Linked DNA regions of Mus musculus: regions 1 and 2 are each linked to region 3. The links are chromatin contacts, called in public promoter capture Hi-C maps. All regions are on one chromosome and are shown on one strand. Each heading gives the region's core, a stretch centred on a gene start, on an enhancer-like site or on the middle of the called end of the contact. The rest is flanking DNA. Distances are from core to core; before and after follow the strand shown. Region 1 holds the start of Chd8 (chromodomain helicase DNA binding protein 8). Region 2 holds the start of Ndrg2 (N-myc downstream regulated gene 2). Region 3 holds the start of Mrpl52 (mitochondrial ribosomal protein L52).

Region 1 (3,589 bases), core at 589-3,088, 2.2 Mb before region 3:
TGTGTGTGTCTCTCTCCTCTCTGACCAGTATCCTTTGCCTTGTCTGGTAGTCTTTGTCATACCACTCTGACTTGCAACAGCTTTTAAGTAGAACTCTGCTGTATTTCTTATCATAACCTTTATTATCTTAACAGCTGGAATAACTAAGACAGTTCAAGTAATGTTTTCCATTTTCAAGATTTTGGTAGTAGTGAATTTGTATAATCTGAGAACTTGGGAGGTAGAGATATAAAGACCAAGGTTTCAAAGTCATTAGTGAGTTGGAGGCCAAGCTGGACTATGAGAGACTGTTTCCAAAAAACCAAAGTAAAATAATCAGGGGTTGTGGTGGGATCCTTCATCTCAGAGCCCCCCCCCCCAGCCCCAAATGGCCAGCATTACTAAAAGATATGACACCCAAGGAAAAACAAGTTAACAAAAAAAAAAAAAAAAAAAAAAAGAAGAAGAAGTTGCCCACTTCCTGCCCTAAGAAATTGATTACAACTTGTGGAACCTGCAGGGTGACCATAAAAAGATATTTTTAGGCAGAAGACACTCTGTAATCAAAAAGACAATATCCCAGCAGGGGCCAGAGGTGCACGCCTTTAATCCAGGCAGAGGCAGGAAGATCTCAGTGAGTTAGAGGCCAACCTGGTCTACAAATGGAAAGCCAGATATCCTTTCAAAAGAAACAACAGCAACAACATAAGGGAAACATTCAAATTGCAAATCCATGTCCTAGAATCTGATGTGCCCCCCCAAAACGACCTCAGTTGGCACTAAGCCAGTCTCTGAGTTAACAAACTCAGAACAGAGATTCTGTGGACATCGATGTGATGGCAGAATGCAGCAAAATCGCTAAAGCAAGGTCCTCACTCGTGTCTGAGATGTCTCACTGTGTCTATCTTTTGAAAGAAAATTACGTAGCGTTTAAAATCCGACTTCTGGCTCACTTTGCTCACTCACTGCGAAGACTGGTTCACTACATACCTCCTCTGGGAAGCCTTTAACGACGTCAGGACTGCCCCTTAAAGAGGCGCTGCTGCGTATGCACAGCTGCAGCAATGGCAAGCCGACTAGAAACAGGTAAATTAAGACACAAAAAAACCAAAACAAATTTTAAATAATATTCGCCAAGAGGCAGTCCTCCTCTAGTGAAGAGTTTACATAATGTGTCAGAAAACCAAAGAGCTCTGCAGACCTGTCAAGGAAGACACAAGACTTGTGCTGTTCGTTTCCTCGTCACCTCTACTTTGCAACAGCCCCGCAGAAATTGGGAACATAATAAATCCGAACACGTTCACCTCAGGCTTCCCTACCCACATTTACTAAAAACATTAAAGATAAGAGAGGAGAGGGAAAAAGAATCCAGCCAAAACAAACTAAAACCCTGGCCTCGCACTTCTGACTCCAACGTATGGAGTAACCTAACCGAGCAGGGGAGTTTTTCTTCTTGGGAAAGGAGGAAGAAGAAAAAGGCAACTGTCTCGAATGTGCGCCTCGCCCAGCAGTGCCATGACAAGCTCCAAAACTCCACGCTGGCCCTAGCAGCTCCCTCGCGGCCCGTCCCAGCACGGCCCCGCGGCCCGTCCGGTCCCCAGCGCCTGCCTCTCACAAAGGAGAGTGGTTCAGCCCCGAGCATCCCGCACCTGATCACCGCTCGGCGCTGCACCCGCATGGGTGCGAGCGAGCGAGCAAGCGAGGACGTTGTTACCCCACCCACTACCCGCCCAGGCTCCGACGAGGCTTGGTGGAGCCGCGCGTGCCGCAGGCTTACCTGAGCCAGTCCTGCGGCTTCCTTCCCTGGGCAAGAGTTGCAACCCACCGTCCGGGAGAACAAGGCGCCTTCCGGCGGAGCACGGCCAGCCCTCGCCGCAAGCAAGCTTGCTAGTCCTCCATGCGCCTGGGCCCGCCCACCGCCCTCCATCTACCAATGGCGTGGCCGGAGCCGGGCGCCATCCAGGAAGTCTCCGAAGGCTGGGAGGGCCTGAGGCTGGGAAGGGTACGTAGGCAACCGCAGATATGCCTGCTTGGAAATCGGAGCGGGCGGCGGGCTGGCAGGCCAGGCCTCTGACCCCCGCCGCTGGGGGCGCTGCAAACCCGGACAGCACCTGCTACCTGTCTCGGGAGGCCATCTTGGGTCGACTGGCTTGGTGATCTCCCACGATTACGTATAGGAATGTGAAGGCCTTTTTGGAGTTCTGTTGGTCCGTTTTGGTCCAGCCCCTACATGCCCTCCTCTCATGTACTCAGGATGCCTGTCAGTCATGGGGAGGAACTCTGGAAAAACGTTGAACAAGACTGGAAACAAGCCCCACCACCTCTTAAACGTAGGAATGATGCTGGTTTATCAAAGAAGCCAACGATCAGTTTTTCTGAATGCCACTTCTAGGGTGATCCTTGACAAGCAGGATTATCAACACATAATCGACACGGGTTTTATAGCCATTCTACTTGCTTATCTATGCACGTTTCAGATTTTCCAGTATTAGAGTTTTGTTTGTTTTTTTGAGACAGGGTCTCAATATATCAGGCTGGCGTTAAACACAGAGATATGGTATTTGAGGCATGAGCTACCACGCCCTAGACCAGTGTTCCGATTTTAGCAACCCAAAATTCTGAGTCATTTAGTAATATCGGGAGTGAGGAATTTCACTTAAAAAGCAAAGGACCTTAAATTTACCAATAGTTCCAATTACTACGCACGAATACACACTGGGAAACAAGACTTATCAGAGGTACACTGACGGAGTCATTTATTCTGGAAAGAAGCAAAATTTCACCATAGGTCAAACTACACTGAGAAAGGTGTTCCTGCATTTTCTAAAGTTCTGCCGACTACATTTCCATACAAGAAGGGTTTTTTGGTTGTTGTTTGTTTGTTTAAATACCAGTATTAGAAAACTCGAGGAAGCCGGGCGTGGTGGTGCAGGCTTTTAATCCCAGCTCTCGAGAAGCAGAGGCAGGCGGATTTCTGATTTCGAAGCCAGCCTGGTCTACAAAGTGAGTTCCAGGACAGCCTGGGCTACACAGAGAAACCCTGTCTTGAACCAACCCCCCCCCCCCAAACAAACAAACAAACCTGAAGGAAGCTTGAGCAACACAGCAAAACCTGCAAAATTTGTTTTTAAAGAGATTTATTTATTTTTATAAACTTTGCTCTTGTCATTTTCCCTAAACAATATAATTTGTCAACTATTTGCACATCACCCGCACTGTTTTAGGTAGAATCAGAAATGATCGCAGTGTTGAGAACAACGTGTGTAGGTAGTTTGTAAATATACATCTCTGTTCCTGAGGGACTTTGGTGCCCACAGATTTTGTTATCCATGTGGTTTGGGGGGATCCTGGAACTAGACTATCATAGATGGAGAGACAACCATATTTGCTGTGCTACTTCCCTCTGGGGAAACTGAGGTATAGGGAGACCCGCTGACTCCTGGGGCTAACATGAAAGTAGAGGGTCCCTGAACATCAGGCCCAGGGTTCTGACTCATGTGCCTCAGTTTGCCCATAGATTTTCTTTTTCTTATTTTTAAGATTTATTTATTTATTATATGTAAGTACACTGTAGCTGTCTTCAGGCACCCCAGAAGAGGGCATCAGATCT
Region 2 (4,102 bases), core at 1,436-3,935, 2.5 Mb before region 3:
ACCATCAGGGGAGAAATATACTGAGAGTTCTTCAAAGAGGGAAAGGCAAAAATAAGTGAACCATCTGTTGAAAACAGGATTAATGGGTCTTTAGGGAAATATGACGGTGGAATTGGATCTGAGGGTAGAAAAATCATGAAAGACCAGAGATTAAGGAATTCAAATAGAAAAAAGGAGGGAAGAGAGGATAAATGGGAGGGATGCAGAGGGCCAGATTGGGGCCCTCTCAGTTGGGGGACAGAAGAGCTTCTCCTCCCACCCTAGCACAGCCCCCCATGGTTACCTGTCCCTGGTCCAGGAGGATGCGGGCAGCTAACTCGGCCTCCTGGAGAGACACGACACACAGACACACACAGACACACACGGACAGAGACAGACAGCAAATGGAGAGACGGACACAAAAAGGTAGGTAAAGAGAGACCAACAGACACCAAATACAGAAAGAGGGACAAAAAACAAGACAGGAGAGGATGAAGGTTAGTGTAGTGACGGGACGAGGTCTGGCGGGCTCCCTTGTACAGTGTCTAGGCCGAGAGATGGGAGGAGATGGGTGGAGAGGGGCGTGCATTAGAATGAGAGCCACGGGCCTGGGGAGGTGGGGAGGCAAGGGGGGATGTTCAGAGCATGGGACCGAGGCAGGGAAGTCAGAGAGTCTCTGTAAACCTTGGCAGTCTCGGGTGTTTGTCCTGGCAACAGCGGCTTCTCCTCGGTGATCTGCACCTCCTGAAGTTCTGCCATGGTGGCCTGGCAGGATACAAAAACAGTAAACCAGTCAGGCAGTGGTGGCGCACACCTTTGATCCCAATACTAAGGAGGCAGAGGCAGGCGGATCTCTTGAATTTGAGGCCAGCCTGGTCTACAGAGAGAGCTGCAGGACAGCCAGGGCTACACAGAGAAACCCTGTCTCAAAAACAACAAAACAAAACAATAAGCCCTGGAGGGAGGCAGCTTAGCCTCTGTACTCTCAGTCCAATGCAATGCAATGCAAGGTGCAGAGCAACACCAGAGCTGAAAACGCCAAGACACACGGAGAGCTTTTCTGGCTCCCCCGCCCCACTTCCAGGGCAATACCAAACAGGACAGCACATCTCTTCAGACCACCGGCCCCATGGCTGCCGGCTGCCCCTCAACCCCAACATTCTCACCTCGTACCTCACAATGCTCCTCCCTCTCCGCCCCTGGAGGGAGACACCGAGGCTGGGGAAGCAATGTGGCTCCAGTTTCTTAAGCTATCTTTAGGGGACGCCCCACACTACCTCACTGACTGGGCTAGAGTGGTAAGGGTTCACAACTGACCATGACCTTCAACTATAGCTCCAATGTCAGCATCTTGAGGGGCTAAAAAGGACTGAGGCAGTGACTATCAAGCACTCAACAGAGGGACCTAGATATCCAATCCAATCAATCTCTCTCTCTCTCTCTCTCTCTCTCTCTCTCTCTCTCTCTCTCTCTCTCTCTCTCTCTCTCTCTCTTGTACACAAATGAGCGCACACCAACAATGGTAGATCTAGAGAGCAGCAGAGCACCTGTGCAGACTTGAAAAAAAAAAAAGAAGAAGAAAAAGAAAAAGAAAAAGAAAAGAAAAGAAAGCAAGCCAGCAGCATGGGGTGGGTGGGGTCAATTTACTGAGCTCCTATTGGTTGGATACGGTGAGCGTGGAGGTCAGGGTTCTTAGTCCTGACTCTAGGGTCTGAGAAAACACAGGAACAAGGTGAATGACATGGGAGACGGACCTGGGTCTTTTAGGGACATAAGGCCAGAGCCAAGACCCAGGATTCCAGGGTCACTAACCCTTTCTAATCTCCCCTGAGTCCAGAGAACACGTCCTCTCTAGGTTCCAATCAATACAAGCTGGAGGGGCCTGCGAGGCAAAACAAGCAGGTCCAGGCTGGGTAGTCTATGAAGAGAGCAGAGAGCTGACATGGCGATAGAGCATGACTGTGTCAAAACCTCTGGGTCCTACCCAAGTGCCACTATTAGGTGACCTTGTCCAGTTAGTCACTACTCGGTTTTGACGGTTCTCAGTTGATATGTAGGTAGTACAGCATGACCTTTTCCTTCACCATTTAAAAACAAACAAGCTTCAAGCCTTCATCTCTCCCCTCCACCCAGTGTAATTGTAGGTCGGGTGGAGAAAGGAGAGGGGGGGATAGGGCTGCCCGTAACCTCCGCACTTCCCCGGACTGCCAGCCATGTGCCAGCCGGGAAAAGATGGTTAGGACTTGACTGGCTGCTCCCAGAACACGAAACCTGACCCCTATGAGCTTCTCGCTGCCGTTCCTCGTCCGAACCAACACCCTCTCACGGCGGGCACGTAGTGCCCAGGACCCTGTACATCATCTCAAGAGCGCCCCAAACACGCCCTGCACTTTGCAGCTCTTCTGCCTTTGTGCGCAGCAGCGGAGCTCCTCGCTCAGCCAGCCCCTTCCCCCGAACTACAGCCAGGAGACCAGAACCACGATGCCCACCCTCCGGGCCCGCGCCTTGCCAGCCCAGAGGCGCGCTTGCCCCTCCCCCTACCTGCTGCAGCCGCCGCGGTCGCTGCCACCTTCACTTGCCTTTGACTTAGGTCCGCCCTAGCTCTGGCTCCCCACAGACCCGCCCTGGGCCCGCCCCCGGGCCATCTCCCTGCAGATCCGCCCCGACCCCCCATAAACACGCCCCGTAACTCGCCTGGGCTACCAGGGGAGGGGCGAGAGGGTGCGGCTTGGGAGCACACAGAGGTGATGCTCATAGGCTCTCTGAGTGCTCCCCATAAACCCTAAGCCGTGTGAAGTGGGGTGAGCGTGGGGGATCCCTTAAACCCCCAAATGGTCCCCACGCCCACATCAACGGCGCCCCTACTGTGACCTGGCTCTGCCAGGCTCACTTTTGGCTCTCTTCCTAGCCCCCCAGATTGAGTGGCAGCGACGGGTAAAGTGGGGAGACCAACCCAAGGTGCCTACGTCCCACGATTTCAGCTCCGCCCGCCCGGAAACAGAGAGCTAGATCAAGGAAGGGGGAGGTGGGCGAGGGCCACCGCTCAGACCCGGTCTCGGGGCAGGTATGGGTAGTGGTGACAGCGTGTCTGGAGACGGGGCGTCGAGGGCATAGGAATTCCCAACAATTGGGGTGCTGGTACCTCCTCAGCCGAGTCCCGCCGCTTGCTCTCCGACTGCTCCGTGAGAAGTTGGACAACAAGCAGGGAGTTGGGGGGGGGGGGGGCCGGGAAATGCTGGGGGCCGCTATAAATAGAGGATGAACGAAGGAGGGGAAAGATGATGGCCAACAGCGACTCCCGGGTCAAGGCCCCAACGAGGGGGGCGGGTAGAGGAGGGGCTGGGGACCCCCCAAGGGCTCTGACTCCTGTGTAAACAGGCGCGGAGGCGGAGCTAACTCTGCAAGGGTGGAGTAAAGGGTTTGAGGAGGACTGGATGTCCTGGGCTGAGACCCAAGAGACCCTGTGGCTGAGGCGCTAACCCCTCCTAGTCCAACCCCGAAAAGGAGGGCGAGGTCAGCTCTGAAAAGCTGAGTGGCAGTACCCTGCTGCCGATGCCTCCTGAGCTGCTGTCTCCTGGGCTGGACCCTCGGTGCCTGGTGGGTTTACCATCCTATCCTAGACTTCCACAAGATTCACATCTGAGACACGTCCTCCCTGTGCTCTTTAAAGAAAGATTGCTGAAGTGGAACGGTTGATGGACTGGAAGTTGTGTTAAGCAACCAGATTGTATTTCCCCACTTGCCCTCGTTCTCGCACCCCTGCTCCCAGAATCAACCCTGCCCCATCCCCCTTCAGCCTAGTTCCAGACTTGCCATTTAGGGGGCTGGGCGCCAGGCCAGTTGAAAACAATGTCCAATGGAACCGGAGCTGCCAACTGCAACACCAGAGCAGACTGCTCCCCCCAAGACCCCCAGATTGCCCTCCCCCCTGCCTGGGAACTACCCTCACCACGCACAACCCCCCTCCCCAAGGAACATCAATGCCCCTTTCATCCCCACTTGGCAGGTCTGTTGGAAAAGAGGAGAGGCCAAGAGGGAGGAGGAGGAGACCTGGGTAGGCTCAAACCCAGCTTTAGAAAAGAAAAAAATAAATAAAAAATAAAAACCCTAGACCTAAAGAGCT
Region 3 (3,771 bases), core at 792-3,291:
AAATATCCTGTAACAGAGAACTAAGAACTCAAGAGTTTCTAGACCAGTCTGGGTTACAGAGCAAGACCCTGTCTCATAATGGGAAAGGAAAGGCTAGGGAGGAAAGATGGAGGAAATAAAAAAGGGAAAGGAAGGAAAAAGGAGTTCCTCAAAGGCAAAAATAAATACCAAAGAGAATAAAGCAAGCCAGGCATGGTGGTACTAACTGGTAATCCCAGTATTCAAAAGGCTGATTGATGCAGGAGCATTGAGGGCAGCCAGGGCTACCTAGCAGGCACTGGGTCATCCAGAGCTACTTAGCAAGATGCCTATCTCAAAAGAGGTGCTGGGGAGAAAGGAAGCTCTAGCTTATAGGTTGAATATCCTTTATTTGAAATGCTTGGTATTGTTAGCATCACGGGCCTTGATCGGTCTTGTTTCTACTGTCAGCTAAAGAATTAATAGGCAGGAAATCCTCAGATGTGACAGGTAGCAGTGGAGAAATCTCCAACATCGCAAACAGCTCAGACAGAATCAGCAACTGAAGAAAGGCTTTATTGAAGGGTGAAGCAACATATACATGCATCACACACAGAGAAAAGTGCCTTTGCAAAGCCAAGAAGGGGGACTCAGAAGACTGAAAATCTAGTCCTTTTCCAAGGCTGGAGTTTTTAAGTCTCTGAAGTTTTCCTCCCCTAATTTAGGGTTGGTAAATTTAAAGAGAAAAAGGATGGCTGATTGGCCCACAACTGTCTTGGAACATGTACCAATCCAGCCTTGAATTCCTGGAGTCAGTCTATCAGCAGATCTACTGGGAGGGAGAGAAAGCCCACAAGATTCTTTGTTTTATGCTGCCAGGCTTTTGTCTCAGGCTAGGAGGAGAGGAAGAAACCAGACATCGTGGAAATTCATCATTATCTAGTCATGGTCTTTTATCTGTCTGCCTACCAGGGAATCTGTCCAACTCTTGGGCCCTTAATACAGAAATGCCTGATTTGGGAACATTTGAATATATGTTTGTTGGGGATGGACCTGAATTCTAAGCATAAAATTCTTTCATGCTGAATGTTATTTTTGAGTATGCTAAGGATGAATCCACAGTCTAAGCATGCTAGACAAGTATTCCACCACAGCATCATCGCCAGCCCTTAGTGCACCTGATTTTTTTTGACAAAAATTCCGTCATGACTTCGGGTGTGTAATTCTCCATCGTAGCATCATGTTTGGATTCAACAGGTTTGGTTTGGGAGCACTTCAGTTTCCAGGTTTAATCCACTCAAAAAGTATACCTAACTCATGAGAATGTGTGGTTTAAAATTAGAATCAGAGTCACCTTACATCCCTGCATTCGGGAGCAGAGGCAGATGTATCTCAATGAGTTCGATGCCAACCTAGGCTACATACTGAGTACCATAGTTACATGGTGAGACCTTGTTTAAAAAAAAAAAAAAATAATAACTGGCACCAGTACAACTTCCTCAAAAAAATGTTTAACAGTGTCCTCAGATCCGTGCTTCCATACATAGTCTTGCAAATGACATATACTTCCCTTCCCACCACTGGGCTGCACTATTAGTCATGTCTGTGATCATTTGTCTTCCTAGACTCAAATGCCTTATCTGGACTGTTTTTTAGCTACCCCTATAATCTCCTAACCCATTCACCACTTCTTCGACTCCGTTGGATGAGAACCAAATTTTTCCAACTCGTTCTACACTTGATCATATCAGAAAACAAACGTTAAAATGAAGCAGAAGGCTGCACAATGAGGTTCGTTGGATGCGACACTTCTGAGTTACCCTAAATTTCCCAAGTCTGGAGAACGTCCGGGAAAGGACTTGGAAACAGCTGCGAAGGATTCGGTCACAGGTATCTCAACCACCTCGGAGGGTGCAAGATGCACGCGCGGGGCAGTTCCTCCTGTTCAGAACACTCAGCCCACAGCTGACTCCCACTTCCGTACGATAACGCAAGATGGTGGGACCGGCGATTGAAAACCACATTCAAGATGTCGGCTTCCGGTTTTCCCGGCAGCGTCCCGCGTGGCTGCCGGGGCCACGCCCACTTCCGGTTCCCTTGCTCCGGCATGGCTGCCTTAGGGACCTGGCTGTCCAGTGAGTGATTGTGGGGTTGGGGACACGGGAGCCGCGGGGCGACCAGCCCTCTAACTCCCTGCTCTTCCATTAGGTGTCCGGAGATTGCACTGCAGCGTAGTGGCGCGGGCCGGTGGCCAGTGGCGACTCCAGTGAGTGCCGTGCCGGGCGGGGGCGCGGCGGGACCTAGTATCCCGCCGCGTCCTCACCCACACTGTCTCCCCCACCCAGGCAAGGGCTGGCTGCCAACCCTTCCGGCTATGGGCCCCTCACGGAGCTCCCTGACTGGTCCTTCGCGGGTGAGCCTTGATGTCAAGGGTTTTTTGTTTTTGTTTTTTTTCCTCCGAGACCACCGGGGTAAGGGTTGGGGGCGTGTCTGGGAAAATAGTGAACCTTTTACTTGAGTTGGAGGACTGCAGCTCTACCTTTGCCTGACTGTGTAGCCGGGTGTTAGTTCACCCCTGAGGTTTTAGGTTTGGAGAGCTGAGGCAGAGGGATTGCTGTGAGGTTAGTGCTATGTAAGGAATCCTTGATTATCCTGAACTACAGAATGAGACCCTGTGTATCAATCAAGAAATAGTAATTGGCTAAGGAAAGTTAGCTGTCAGGATCGTATCCTGAAGGTATAAGGAAATACTAACGTGGGCTGTTCTGGGCTTGGAAGTATGTATGACTTTTATCCTCTCAGAAGGATAAAACTCTCACATGTGTGGTGAGTGTATTTTGACAATTCGTTTGCAAATGTACAAGGAATTCTTTGAAAAGCTGCTGAAAAGAACACCGAAGATCCCTACAAGTCTGAAATGGCAGACTCAGTACAGAGAAGTCTTTTTCTCTTTAAAAAAAAAAAAAAAAAAAAAACTTATGGACTGAAGGATGCCTTTAAAATGCGGTGCCTGTTCTTCCGGAGGACATGGGTTCGATTCCCAACACCCACAGGGTGACTCACAATTGCTTGTAACTCCAGTTCCAGGGGATCCAATGTCATCTTTTCACTTCCACCTTTACCAGGCACCCACATGGTGCACAGACATACATACAAACACAACACCCAAGCACATAAAAATAAAACTTTAAAAAAAGCAAAATTAAAAGAGAGTAGTGACGCATGCCTGCAATCGGCACTCACGAGGCAGAAGCACTGAGAGCTAGGGGATAGCCTTGGCTACATAGTGAAACCTTGCCTCAAAAATCAAGAGTGAGGGAGAAAAAAAACCCTATATTTCATTATACAATGAGATGAAGTTTAGCAAAGAGACACATTGAGTGAAGGGTTTCTGAAGAGAAAAGTGAGTTCAGCTTGGCAGACGGCCCTAGGTCCATGCTAATGACAGGGTTAAATGATAGGAAGAGCGTGCCTATGAAGTCATTTCGTGATTCTGTTGGACCTCACCTCTGAGGCTAGGTGAGTTTTAGTTGTGGTTGTGAACTGGGATCCTCCTCAGTATTGTTTTTGATGAGCAGAACTGGGCCCTGAACCTACAGCCTCACGCACGCCAGCATCCACCCAACCAACCATAGTCAGGGTGACCTGGAAAAGTGGAGCTAGGGGCTTACTCTTCTCCAATCCCTATCACACCAGTGTTTGGACAGGATCCCCAGACCACATTTAACACTATGCCTTTTGTTTACTTTTGTCTGTAGATGGCCGCCCTGCACCCCCAATGAAAGGCCAACTTCGAAGAAAAGCTCAAAGGGA

Evidence for each region. Promoter capture Hi-C pulls out the DNA fragments that hold promoters and counts their contacts.
Region 1: a promoter capture Hi-C map of hippocampal neurons shows a contact between it and region 3, with 2.8 times the contacts expected there. The contact joins the promoter of Chd8 here to the promoter of Mrpl52 in region 3. A contact is called at or near these places in 4 of 39 promoter capture datasets (cranial neural crest, hippocampal neurons and liver).
Region 2: a contact with region 3 is called in a promoter capture Hi-C map of liver, with 6 times the contacts expected there. The contact joins the promoter of Ndrg2 here to the promoter of Mrpl52 in region 3. A contact is called at or near these places in 2 of 39 promoter capture datasets (hippocampal neurons and liver) and 1 of 115 datasets of contacts at active chromatin or transcription factors (embryonic forebrain).

The regions. Positions count from the first base shown.
Region 1 is chr14:52,255,922-52,259,510 of GRCm38.p6, forward strand. It overlaps Chd8 (chromodomain helicase DNA binding protein 8), which reads right to left and starts at 1,839. Exons shown (of 38, transcript NM_201637.3): 1 at 1,757-1,839.
Region 2 is chr14:51,910,803-51,914,904 of GRCm38.p6, forward strand. It overlaps Ndrg2 (N-myc downstream regulated gene 2), which reads right to left and starts at 2,686. Exons shown (of 15, transcript NM_001145959.1): 1 at 2,521-2,686; 2 at 664-744. The coding sequence starts at 738.
Region 3 is chr14:54,424,868-54,428,638 of GRCm38.p6, forward strand. It overlaps Mrpl52 (mitochondrial ribosomal protein L52), which reads left to right and starts at 2,042. Exons shown (of 5, transcript NM_026851.2): 1 at 2,042-2,093; 2 at 2,167-2,224; 3 at 2,304-2,371; 4 at 3,717-3,771. The coding sequence starts at 2,066.